2 separate regions of the Mus musculus genome follow, and region 2 is linked to region 1. Evidence: chromatin contacts called from public Hi-C data. All regions are on one chromosome and are shown on one strand. The core of a region is the stretch at or near the end of the contact, and the rest is flanking DNA. Distances in the headings are between cores, read along the strand shown.

Region 1 (5,946 bases), core at 817-3,316:
GTAGAAAGACAAACCGTGGGGCTGGAGAGATGGCTCAGCGGTTAAGAACACTGACTGCTCTTCTGAAGGTCATGAGTTCAATTCCCAGCAACCATATGGTGGCTCACAACCATCCGTAACAAGATCTGGCGCCTTCTTCTGGAGTGTCTGAGGACAGCTACAGTGTACTTACATATAATAAATAAATAAATCTTTAAAAAAAAAAAAAAAAAAAAAAAAAAAAAAAAGAAAGACAAACCGTGGTAGTTGGGTCTCTCCTTCTATCAGTAGGTCCCAGGGATTGAACTCAGAGCCTCAGACTTGGCAGCAGGCACTTTCAAACATTGAATTGTCTCACCTGATGTAGTAAAATCTTTTCAATTGACAATAGGACAATTGCTTCCCGAATCTGAAAAACTTGATCCCACTTCACCATCAAGAACTGGCTTAGCAGGGCTGGTGAGATGGCTCAGTGGGTAAGGGCACCCGACTGCTCTTCCGAAGGTCCGAAGTTCAAATCCCAGCAACCACATGGTGGCTCACAACCACCCATAATGAGATCTGGTGCCCTCTTCTGGTGTATCTGAAGACAACTACAGTGTACTTACATATAATAAATAAATAAATCTTTAAAAAAAAAAAAAAAAAAAAAAAAAGAACTGGCTCAGCAGTTAAACGTTCTTGTTCTTGCATAGGTAGGGTTCAATTCCCAGCAGGCAAATGGTGGCTCACGGCTATCCATAATTCTCCTGCTATGAGATTCAGAGCCCCTTTCTCACTTCCTTGGGCACCAGGCACATATGTAGTACATGGTAAGCACACACATAGGCAAAACATTCACATACATTATAAATAATAATTTTTTTAAAAAGAGCCTACTCAGAGTCTTCCCACAGGAGAGACATGGACCTCCAGCCCCAAAAGATTTGCTTTCCTCCTCTCCCCCACTTCTCTCTCTCTCTCTCTCTCTCTCTCTGTTTTGGTTTTTCAAAACAGGGTTTCTCTGTGTAGCCCTGGCTGTCCTGGAACTCACTCTGTAGACCAGGCTGGTCTCGAACTCAGAAATCTTCCTGCCTCTGCCTCCCGAGTGCTGGGATTAAAAACGTGCATCACCACACCCGGCTCCCCCCACTTCTCTCTTACTGGTCTTTTTAGACAGGGACTTGCTATGTAGCCCAGGCTAGCCTTAGACTCTGAAGTCCTTCTGTCTTAGTCTCCTGAGTGTTGGGATCACAGGTGTTAAGTAGCGTGACTGGTGAATTTTCTTCTCCTTGTGTTTTTGGTTTTTTGTTTTTGTTTTTGTTTTGTTTTGTTTTGTTTGAGACAGGGGTTCCTTATGTAGCCCTGGCTGTTCTGGAACTTACTCTGTAGACCAGGCTGACCTTGAACTCATAGAGATCCACCTGCCTCCCAAGTGCTGGGATTAAAGGCATGCATGCACCACCACAGCCTGGCCCAGGTTTTCTTCTCCTTTTAAATGTGTAGGGAAAGTTTTTATCTCACCATCTTCCGAGCCAAAAATCCAAGATCAGGCGGATGGACATCGGTTCCATTTCTGGAGCCTGGTGGCAAATGGCATCACGGCAGGAGTATGTTCATAAGGGATAATGTGAGAGGCAGGAAGCCAGGGGGTCCAAAGTGGGGAGTCTGTTTTGTTTATTTCTATGTACCCAGGAGCGGGTCTAGCACCCAGCATACCTTAGGCTCACAAAGAACATTTGCACAATGAACTGGTTAAGAAGGCCCAGCTTTCAAAGCAGCAACAGCGTTTAGGAGACTTCTAAACCTGTCAGAACACCTGGAGAGCTTTGGGCCAGACTTCCCCAGCAAACTCCTAAGGAAGGTCGAAAGTGAGAGCCCGGTCAGCCTAGCCTTTCTCGTCCTCGACCCTGAAGTCCCCAAGGCCTGTCCACACCCTTCCTCTGCATTCCACAGCTCTGTGGTTCCCGCCTCCTTTCAACACCCTGCGTTCTGTCCGAGGATGGAATGGGCTGAATAATATTTTCCATGTTCTCAATGAGACACAAGAATGGGCATGACTCAGGCAAGACCCAGCCAGACCTGTCAGGAGCAGAACGCTGATCGGCCACCAGGGGGTGCCATGGGTCCGTAGTCCCTGCTTTCTGGTCTGAGGCGAGTTGGTTGATCCTGGCTGGATACTTTCAACATTTGGGGCCCAGAAGGAAATACATTGCACAGGCTCCCTTTTACTTATAGAAGATCAACGATGAAACCTAAATTCTGGCTACTTTGCCTATATGATTCACTCAGCCCTCGGAACCTGTGTTATCCATTATTAGTAGTAAGTGATATAAGTAACAACTCCATTGGATCACTGGATTGTTGTTGAGTATGTAATCAAGCAGAAACTTGCAGGAAGCAAGGGCTGATCATATCAGGGGCTTTTGATTGCTACAGTAATTAACTTGGAGCAGTGGCACTCAGCTAAGTCCCAGCAGAGCTTGCTGGAAAGAAACTTTCAACTATACCCTAGGCATCCAGACACACCATGCATCAAAGCCAAGACTTAGCCCGTGCTAGGCAAGTGTTCTACAGCCGAATCCAGCCCAGCCCCACCCCAGCCCCCCACTCCCCACCCACCCACTCTTTTTTTTGAGACAGGGCCTCTCTACATAGTCCTGGCTGACCTGGTAAGTTCTATATAGAATACTTACTATATAGAACAGATTGGCCTTGAACTCACAGAGTTCTATCTGCCTCTCTCTGCCTCCTGGGTGCTGGGGTTAAAGATATACGCTACCACACTTGGCTTTTTTATTTTTTACATTTATCTATCTATCTATCTATCTATCTATCTATCTATCTATCTATCTATCTATCTATCTATCTATCTATCTATCTAGTGTTTGTGTGTGTACATGTGTCGTGTCCCATAGCTAGTGTCAGAGGACAATTTGCTGGAGTTGGCTCTCCTCTCTTTCCACCATGTAGGTCTCCGGTATAGCATTCAGGTCGTCAGATGTGGAGGCAAATGACTTCACCCAATGACCATGCAGCCCAGATGTTTGGGCTTTCTTCTCACAGTAGATGAGTTTACAGGCCTGGGCCACCAGTCCTGCCTTGGTCTTAGTGTCCTTTGTTTTATGTGTGTATATACTTGATGTGTGTGCACACACACGTGGAGGTCAGAGGTCAGCATCCAGCGTCTTCCTGAATTGCTCACATCCCCCTTTTATTTGTTTAGTGTGTTTATGTACAGGGATGGGGACATGCGCATGCTACGGGTGTGCACGTGGAGGTCACAGGACGGCCCTCAGAGCCAGTTCTTACCAGCCACTGGGAGCAAGGTCAGCTAAGACACAGTCACAGCCAGTGGGCAAGTTTGCAGGGCAACCTCTGTAGAGACACTGAGATTACAGACACATGTACTACTGCATTTAACTGCGATTCTGACCTCAGATCATCAGCCTTGCCCAGCCTCACCCACTAAGCCATTGCCCTGGCCTGACCTCTTGTGTTTTAAGAGTCTCTCACGGAACCTAAGACTCCCAATGCGGAGCCTCATGCTTGCACAGCAAGCCTCATACTGACCACTCCATCTCTTCGTACCTTTTCGTTTGTTTGTTTTTGTTTGCTTGTTTGTTTTGTTTTGTTTTGGTGGGGCAGGGTTTTGCTATGTAGCCCAGGCTGGTCTAGAACCTGTGTTATGTCAGCTGGACCGACCTCTGACCTGGCCCCACTCCTCTCTTAGCCTTCTGCATCTCATGTTTCAAGACTGCCCTTCTTTTGACTGAGAAACCTGAGGGAAAGGCTGGGGCACCCTTTTTCTCAGGAAGGTGCAACAAGCCTTTTACTTGACTCAGACAGGAGTGTGAATCTGCCTAGAGTGGGGTGCAGCGGTTCCACTGCAGGGGCCCCTAAAAGTGACTCCCCACAATGAGGCAAGTGAGCTTAAAGAGCCATTTCATTTCGTTTCTTTCTTCCTTTCTCTCTTTTTCTTTTTCTTTTCCTTTTTCTTTTTCTCTTTCTTTTTCTCTTTCTTTCTTTCTTTCTTTCCTTTCTTCCTTTCCTTTCTTCCTTTCCTTTCTTCCTTTCCTTTCTTCCTTTCCTTTCTTCCTTTCCTTTCTTCCTTTCCTTTCTTTCCTTTCTTTCCTTTCTTTCCTTTCTTTCCTTTCTTTCCTTTCTTTCCTTTCTTTCCTTTCTTTCCTTTCTTTCCTTTCCTTTCTTCCTTTCCTTTCTTCCTTTCCTTTCTTCCTTTCCTTTCTTCCTTTCCTTTCTTTCTTTCTTTCCTTTCTTTCTTTCTTTCTTTCTTTCTTTCTTTCTTTCTTTCTTTCTTTCTTTCTTTCTTTCTTTGGTTTTTCGAGACAGGGTTTCTCTATATAGCCCTGGCTGTCCTGGAACTCACTCTATAGACCAGGCTGGCCTCGAACTCAGAAATCCGCCTGCCTCTGCCTCCCAAGTGCTGGGATTAAAGGCGTGCACCACTACTGCCCGGCTCGTTCGTTCATTCGTTTTCTCTCTCTCTCTCTTTCTCTCTCTCTCTCTTTCTTTCTCTTTGGGTGTGTTTTGTCTGCATGTATGTCAGGGCATCACATGATTTCCTAGTACTTGTGGAGGTCAGCAGAGGGTGTAGTATACCCTGAAACATGAGTTATGGATGGCTGTGAGCCTCAGGTGCTCAGGTAGGTGCTGGGATCTGAACCCAGGTCCTCTGCAAGAACAGTGCTCCCCCCCTCCCCCCAAGACAGGGTTTCTCTGTGTAGCTTAGAGATCCACCTGCCTGTCTGCCTTTACCTCCTGAGTGCTGGGATTAAAGGCATGGGCTACCATGTCTGGCAATGCTGAGCCAACTCTCCAATCCAATACTGAGCCTCATGACTTGAAGGACATTGGGAGAAGTACAGAAGAGCTGGTGGGTTCTGTCCTCTCCTCGGCGTCTGACTTTGAGGCAGGTCTGTTGCAGGATATCTGATCATACTGTGAACCTCAGGATTGTGTTACTTACTGAAAATACCTGTTTCTACTTACTTGTGGTGTGGCTCAGTCCTTAGCACGTGCCTTTAACCCCAAACAATGAAGGTAGCGTTAGTTTGTAGAAGGAAGCACCCGTGTTTGAAAGTGATATCTTATTGAGAGCCAGACAAGGTGGTAGGATAGGATCTGCCCAACTCTGATGAGAAGAGAGGAAAGAGAGGCTACTGAAGAGAGAGCAGGCAGAGAAAGAAAAAAAAAAGAGGCAGTTTTACTAGGACAGTTATATAGAGAGGAGACAAGCTAGACACAGGTGACAACAGAATGGGCCAACAGAACCATTCAGGAGAGGCTGAGAGAGAACCCAGATTGAAACAGTCATCTTGAAGAGGAGTTTGAGCCAGAACAGCTGAGTTGAACCAGTCAGCCAGAGCTCAGAAAGAACTAGAAAGGGTGCGCTTACTCAGCAGCAAGTCTCAGAGGCTGAAAGCATTCTAGGCCTGGATTAGATTGTATGGAGGCCAGCAGCTTCCAGGACTAGGCCTAGGTTAGCAAGCTGAGGCAGTAAACCCTCTGAGACATCAATTACCTCAGGAGAATAAAAGTTACTATAACATAGGTCATGGAAGAAGTCTCTGGCCCAAGAACTCATTCAGGAGGCCCTGCCCTATACACGGAAAGCCATGTTCCTATGAATGCATTGCTCAAAGGGGCCAGAGGAAGGCACCAGATCTCTCTCTCTCTCTCTCTCTCTCTCTCTCTCTCACACACACACACACACACACACACACACACACACACACACACAGGGAACCGAAGTTACAGGCTCTTATAAATCTCTCAAAGTGGTTGCGGAGAGCCAGTCTCCAGTCCTCTACAAGAGCTGAGCTACTGTGTCAGGTCAATAGTAATAATAATAATAATAATAGGGGGCTGGTGAGATGGCTCAGTGGGTAAGAGCACCCGACTGCTCTTCTGAAGGTCCAGAGTTCAAATCCCAGCAACCACATGGTGGCTCACAACCATCCGTAACAA
Region 2 (5,946 bases), core at 1,659-4,158, 670 kb before region 1:
CGGACGCAAACCCTCCCTCATCGGCCTTGACCCAGAACAAGGTACCTGTGTGTGTCTATCAGAACTTGTGTTAGAGCTCACCTTACAGATGAGGAAACAGAGAAATGACTGAAGGTCACTGTCCAGGATGGGGTTAGTGGCTGTGTAGTCATCAGGGACCCAGGCTCCTGTCTTTCTGTTATTACCGTCTTTAGTTTGAGTCTTGTACCTTCATGATGCTTCTCGTGGTATAAGATGGCTGCCAGAGCACTTGCCATCACGTCTGTACTCTTAAGTAGGGGGAAAAATATCTCAGTAGTTAAAATATGTTTTCAACAAATGGCAGCTGCCTTCTTGGGTGACCTAGTGCTCTGAGATGTCAAAAGGTCAAACGTGCTGCATGCATTTTCCTGTCCAGAGGTTCAGGCAGGGTCCCCTCTGTGTGGGTCTGAGCCTGTTTCTGAGTAAGCTCCCCCACCTTTGCTACAGGCCTGAACCCCATGGCCTATACCCAGCACTGTATCACCACCATGGCTGCCCCGTCCTGGAAGTGCTCACCTGCTGTAGACGAGGACTCCCAAGGCCAGGGTCTCAATGACAGCAGCTATGGGTCAGCCAGTGGTGCCCCGAGCCAGCAAGACCGCGGCCTGAGCTTTCTGCTCAAACAGGAAGACCGTGAGATCCAGGACGCATACCTGCAGCTCTTCACTAAGCTGGACGTGGCCCTCAAGGAGATGAAGCAGTATGTCACCCAGATTAACAGGTGAGGCCTGGCCCCGGGGCCCTCTCTGCTGTCTGGACATCACTGCTCATAGTGGCCATCTTGAGCACCTCGGGTCCTGTGCAGCGTGCCTGGGCTGTCCCTACCAGCTGCCCGGAGCATCTTCGACAGACAACAGGAAGTCCCTAATTCTCTAGGGAGAGTCGGTTCTAAGGAAGTGAGGCAGGTAGGCAGTGTCCTTATGAGGCTGAAGCCTGTGAGATTCATTCTCTGTGTTAACGCTGAAGCAAAATGGACTGCTGACAGGGTGTCCCTGTTACCATAGGACATTGTGGTGCATACAGCAGCTGCCAGCTCTGGGCAGAGATAGCTCCACTCACTACTCAGCCTCTAGAGGGAGATAGAGGTTAGTTAAACAGCACCTTAGGGTGACATTGGCTAAAGCCGGGGACAGGCCATTCTCTATAGAACATAACAAATAAATGTCCAGGCTGTGGATGTAGGGAAGAAAAGGAGGAGGAGAAAGAAGAGGAGGAGAAAAAGAAGGAGGAGGAGGGGGGGGGAGGAGGACATAGATGAGGAGGGGCAGCAGGAGGAGGGGCAGGAGGAGGAGCAGGAGCCATTGTAAATCAAGAGGCTTAGAAAGTGCATTAGCCAGAAACAGTGTCTAGACCAATGTAGGGACCTGCTTTCTCAATGCTGTCTGGAAGGAACACTTTAGAGCCAGTCAGTCAGGACCACTTGTGCATGGCCTGGTACCAGATAATGTTAAAGGGAATAATAATAACAATAATAAACAACAACAATTATCATCATCTTCATATTCTTCATCATCATTTGGTTCAGCGAGAGCCATGCAGTCAAGTTTTTAAAAGGCTCCTCCTTTGGTCTGGCGATTCAGGTGGTTGTCTGTACTGTGGGGCTCCTGGGCCTGTAGCATGCTCAGTCTCTGCTTGCTCAGGGCCTTGGCATCCTCCTCCAGTTGACAGCCCAATTTGTCTCTAGACACTGCCCCGCGCAGCGGCAAAGCCTGGGCTGTTAACGGATGTTCACTGTAGCTATCCACAGGCGGCTGGAGTCTGTCCACTACCCGCTTTACTCTGTAATTACAGTTTTACTGTAGACATCCCTGCTAACGGTGTGCTGCCGTGGCAGAGTTGGTGCTTATAACTGAGGTGTTCCTGCAGACTCTGGGTTTCTTGTTTACATTTCCTTTTTTTTGTTGTTGTTTTTGTTTTGTTATTTTGAGACAAAGTCTCTTGTAGCTGAGGCTGGCCTTGAACTCCAGAGTGCTGGGACTACAGATACGAGCTTCCATGCCTGGTTAGTCTAAGGCAATGATTCTGGAGCCTTTAAATACAGCTCCTCGTTTTATGGTGACCCCAGGCATACAGCTAATAAATATCTGATATGTAGGCTATCTGATGTGTGACCCCCGGTGAAAGGGCAGTTCGGTGCATATAGAAGTCACAACCCACAGGTTGATCACACCCATGTAAGCCTTTATCCTCTGGGCTATATCACATCCCCAGCCTGTGAGAAGTGCTTACAGCTGGGTCCAGCAGGGGGCAGCACTGGGCATCCATGGGGTCGCTGGTGGGACTTCCAAGGGGCAAAGACTGCTGGGTAGCTTCCCCCTCTCTCTCACTGTGGAGTCAGAGATGAGGTGAAGCCTGCTCTTTGATGAGCCCTGTGGCGGTGCCCTGCCAGCCTGTGTCCTCACCTTCAAGGCCTTTCCCTCGCTCTGGCAGGCTGCTGTCAACCATCACAGAGCCCACATCAGCTGCCCCTGCGCCCTGTGACCCATCCTTGGTGGAGGAGACCTCATCTTCCCCACCGGTCAGTGAGGAGAGTGAAGTGGACCGGACTGACCACAGCGGCATCAAGAAAGTGTGCTTCAAGGTGTCGGAGGACGAGCAGGAAGACTCGGGCCACGACACCATGAGCTACCGCGACTCCTACAGGTGCGTGCGGCCCACAGGAGGTCACCGGACAACTGAGGCTTCTGACCTGTGGGAAAGTCAAGACTGTGGCATTTCCCAAGATGAAGGGCATCAGTCTCTGGGGCTAACGATGTGTGTTTGGTGGGGCGGAGATGCAGGGCCGGGGGCTTCTGATCCTCTCAGAGGATGTTCCACAGAACTTGCCTGCTTGGGTCCCTTGCCTTGAGCTGAGGCCTCCGAGCCTGGCAGATGGACACCATTCATTCTGTGTTACTCTGTATGCTCGCAGGCTGGACGAGAGTCTGGGTTCTGTGGTGTGTGGGGCTTCTGTAGATCCAAGGAGTCAGATGTTTTCTTGTTTTCCTGCCTCCGAGGATGGGAGTGGTATTTCTGCAATTGTTAAATTTATTTTGAAAATACCAGTAGGGTGTTAATTAGTTAACCAGGCAAAACCAGGACTTTCTATGCTGTGACAGGTCACCCTCATTACCACAGAGAAGTGGGGGTCCCCAGTGGAAAATCACAGTGTCTGACTCAGAGTCTGTTTTAGTCTGTAGTGTGGGCAAAGGCTGAAGCCACAGGATTGTGGAGGTGGGGTGTTGCCAGCCTACCTGGCTTCAGCACCATCCCCGTGTTCCCCAGATCTGCCTCATTCCCGTGGCCACCTTCCACGGTGTCTTTATGGCAGGATTTTCTGTCCGCTTCTCACTCCGAGTCTGTGGAGCGTTGTCTCAGATCCACTCCCTGCCTGCTCCGATTTCCTTTTTACGTCTTTGGCTCTCTGATTTTTCCTTGTTCAGAAAGCTGTTGGCAAGGCGGTTTCCTGTGCCTCATCTGTTGAGTTCCTTTTGGCCAAGTGCGACGTGGGCAGGTGTGTCTGAGCTCGTGAGAGCTGTGTAGTGCCCAGAAACCTGGTGACAGACACTAAGACACCCAAGTGAAGAAAGCCCCGTTTGTGCTTCTGAGCTGGGGCCTGAGCGAATTTCCCCCATCAGACACCAAGCCGGGCTGGCCTTGCCCTCTGCCTCTGGCTGGCTGGGTGTCCGCCCAAGGCTAGGAGTTTTGGCTACACCCCAGATGGTGGATTCCAGGGCTGGGATGAGGGTGACTCAGGGTGTCTCTTGTCCCGTTGCAGTGAGTGTAACAGCAATCGGGACTCTGTCCTGTCCTACACCAGCGTGAGAAGCAACAGTTCGTACCTGGGTAGTGACGAGATGGGCTCAGGTGAGTGTGACCTCAGTGGAGAGGCTGCTGGGGATTGTGGGAGGGATGGAGAAGTTGCAATGGGAATACGGTGGCTATTCTGCTGGGTGTGTGTGTGTGTGTGTGTGTGTGTGTGTGTGTGTGTTTGAGACAGAGTTTCTCTGTGTAACAGAGCCCTGGCTGTCACTTTGTAGACCAGGCTGTCCTCAAACTCACAGAGATCCACCTGCCTCTGCTTCCTGAGTGCTGGGATTAAGGGCATATGCCATCACATCGGTCTGTGTTCTACTGTATCGTATCACACTCCTCAGTATCATAGAACGGGACAAGTTTCTCAGAACATATTTACTATATACCTAAGACCAGCCAGATGCTGGGGACACAGCAGCCAGTGAAATGAAGAGAAGAACCAGCCATTATCATTATCAGTGTCAGAAACACACACACACACCAGACTAAATACTACTACTACTACTACTACTACTACTACTAAGTGCATCACGGGTATACCTCATGGTGGAATGCTTACTCAGCACGTACAGGGCACTGGGTCCGCCCCCAGCCCTGCCCCCACCACCACCACCAAGAATAGGAAAATTCATTTTGTGACCACACGGTACATATTGAAGACTCCCTCAAGGGTTTGAGGCATCTTGTCCCCGTGAGTTCCCAGCCTCCTAGGTCTCAAGCTGTTGTGTCTGTTCTCGTTCTTCCGTGTGTCTGTCCAGTAGCATCTCTGCATAAAAAAGAAATCTTAATTCTACATCCATTTCCTGGGAGGGGAATGGAGGTCAGACTAGGTTCTACAGACTTGTGTAGCCCGTGAGCTACGTGCTCCCTCCAGCCGAGAGAGCCGGGAAGGCAGGCTTGCTGACTTTTGCCCACAATCCTGGCACTTGGGAGGATGAGGTAGAAGCTGCTGGAAATTTGAGGCTAGCCTGGGCTACATATTGAGTTAAGAGGCCAGCCTGGGTGTACAGAGTGAGATCATCTTGAAAGTCAAGAGATGCCAGTGCTGTGTCTCAGTGTGAGAAGGTATGCGCTCTCCAGTCCGATGACCCGAGTTTGATTTCTTGGACATACATGGTAGAAAGAGAAAACAGACTCCACAAGTTGTCCTCTGACCTCCACCTGAGTACCACAGCCACCCCCAGCAAAATAAATAGATATCATTAAATACTTTTTTGAAAATCTAGGGAAGACTAGCTGGGCGGTGCATCAGTCCCTCTCCCTGGCTGTCACCTGCTGCTAATCCTAAGGCTTCGATGCCCATAACAAAACTGAAGCTCACAGGGGCAAAGGGCTCTCTCCAGGGCCTTGGCTGGGGCCTGAGTTTGTCAGATCCACATCGCCTGTGGGTCTGAGTCTGTAGCCATGGCAATTCCTTGTCAGCTGTGGCTGACGGCTGTGGATCCTTCTTTCTGCCAGGGGATGAGCTGCCCTGTGACATGCGCATCCCGTCCGACAAGCAGGACAAACTTCACGGCTGCCTGGAACATCTCTTTAACCAGGTAGGACCTTTGCCCCACTGTGCCCTGGATCACTCTGATCACGCTGGGGTTGGGGGTACACTGTGGGTGGCAGGCCCTTCCTGTACTTATGGGAGCTTCTTCTCCCTAGGTCGATTCCATCCATGCCCTGCTCAAGGGGCCTGTGATGAGCAGGGCATTTGAGGAGACCAGGCATTTCCCCATGAAGCACAGCTGGCAAGGTGAGGGGACTCTGAAAGACATGGCCACATGTGGGTCTTCTCTGCAGGACAGCAATGGAAGGGTTATGGTTCTGACAGTTCCAGCCTGAGCCAGACCTGGGCCATTCTTATGTTTGTTCAGACTGAGCCTAGAATTTTTTTTTTCTTTTTTTCCTGGGCCTGTGGGGTGAGGCAGGAGGACAGTCTGGAACATGATCTCAGTCCTCGCACTGTCCTCCCTGAGCCTGACGCACAGAGTCTGTGCACATCTCAGCGTGAATCATTTTCATTTATGGTCAGTGTTATGGCCTCTGTAACTTAAAACCTAAACTCTCCCAATTAGAAACTTCGTTTCATGAGTACCACATTAAGCTCCATGGAGTTGAGAAACCAGCACAACATGACACTCA

What was found. Hi-C and Micro-C count contacts between places; a contact is called where the count stands out from the background.
Region 2: a contact with region 1 is called in a Hi-C map of cerebral cortex, with 5 times the contacts expected there. The contact joins two enhancer-like sites. A contact is called at or near these places in 3 of 484 Hi-C or Micro-C datasets (B cells, cerebral cortex and embryonic fibroblasts) and 1 of 115 datasets of contacts at active chromatin or transcription factors (microglia).

The regions. Positions count from the first base shown.
Region 1 is chr2:165,910,536-165,916,481 of GRCm38.p6, reverse strand. No RefSeq gene overlaps it. Among named protein-coding and RNA genes, the nearest start is that of 1810021M19Rik, 28 kb to the right of the region's middle. Within about 2 kb of position 2,066, at least 122 of the 459 cell types and tissues checked have an H3K27ac peak or open chromatin away from gene starts, as enhancers often do. A contact at or near this core is called in cerebral cortex, where this site is marked.
Region 2 is chr2:166,579,828-166,585,773 of GRCm38.p6, reverse strand. It overlaps Prex1 (phosphatidylinositol-3,4,5-trisphosphate-dependent Rac exchange factor 1), which reads left to right. Exons shown (of 40, transcript NM_177782.3): 24 at 1-41; 25 at 469-742; 26 at 2,452-2,664; 27 at 3,779-3,867; 28 at 5,275-5,357; 29 at 5,467-5,557. Among named protein-coding and RNA genes, the nearest start is that of Gm29679, 18 kb to the right of the region's middle. Within about 2 kb of position 2,908, at least 6 of the 459 cell types and tissues checked have an H3K27ac peak or open chromatin away from gene starts, as enhancers often do. A contact at or near this core is called in cerebral cortex, where this site is marked.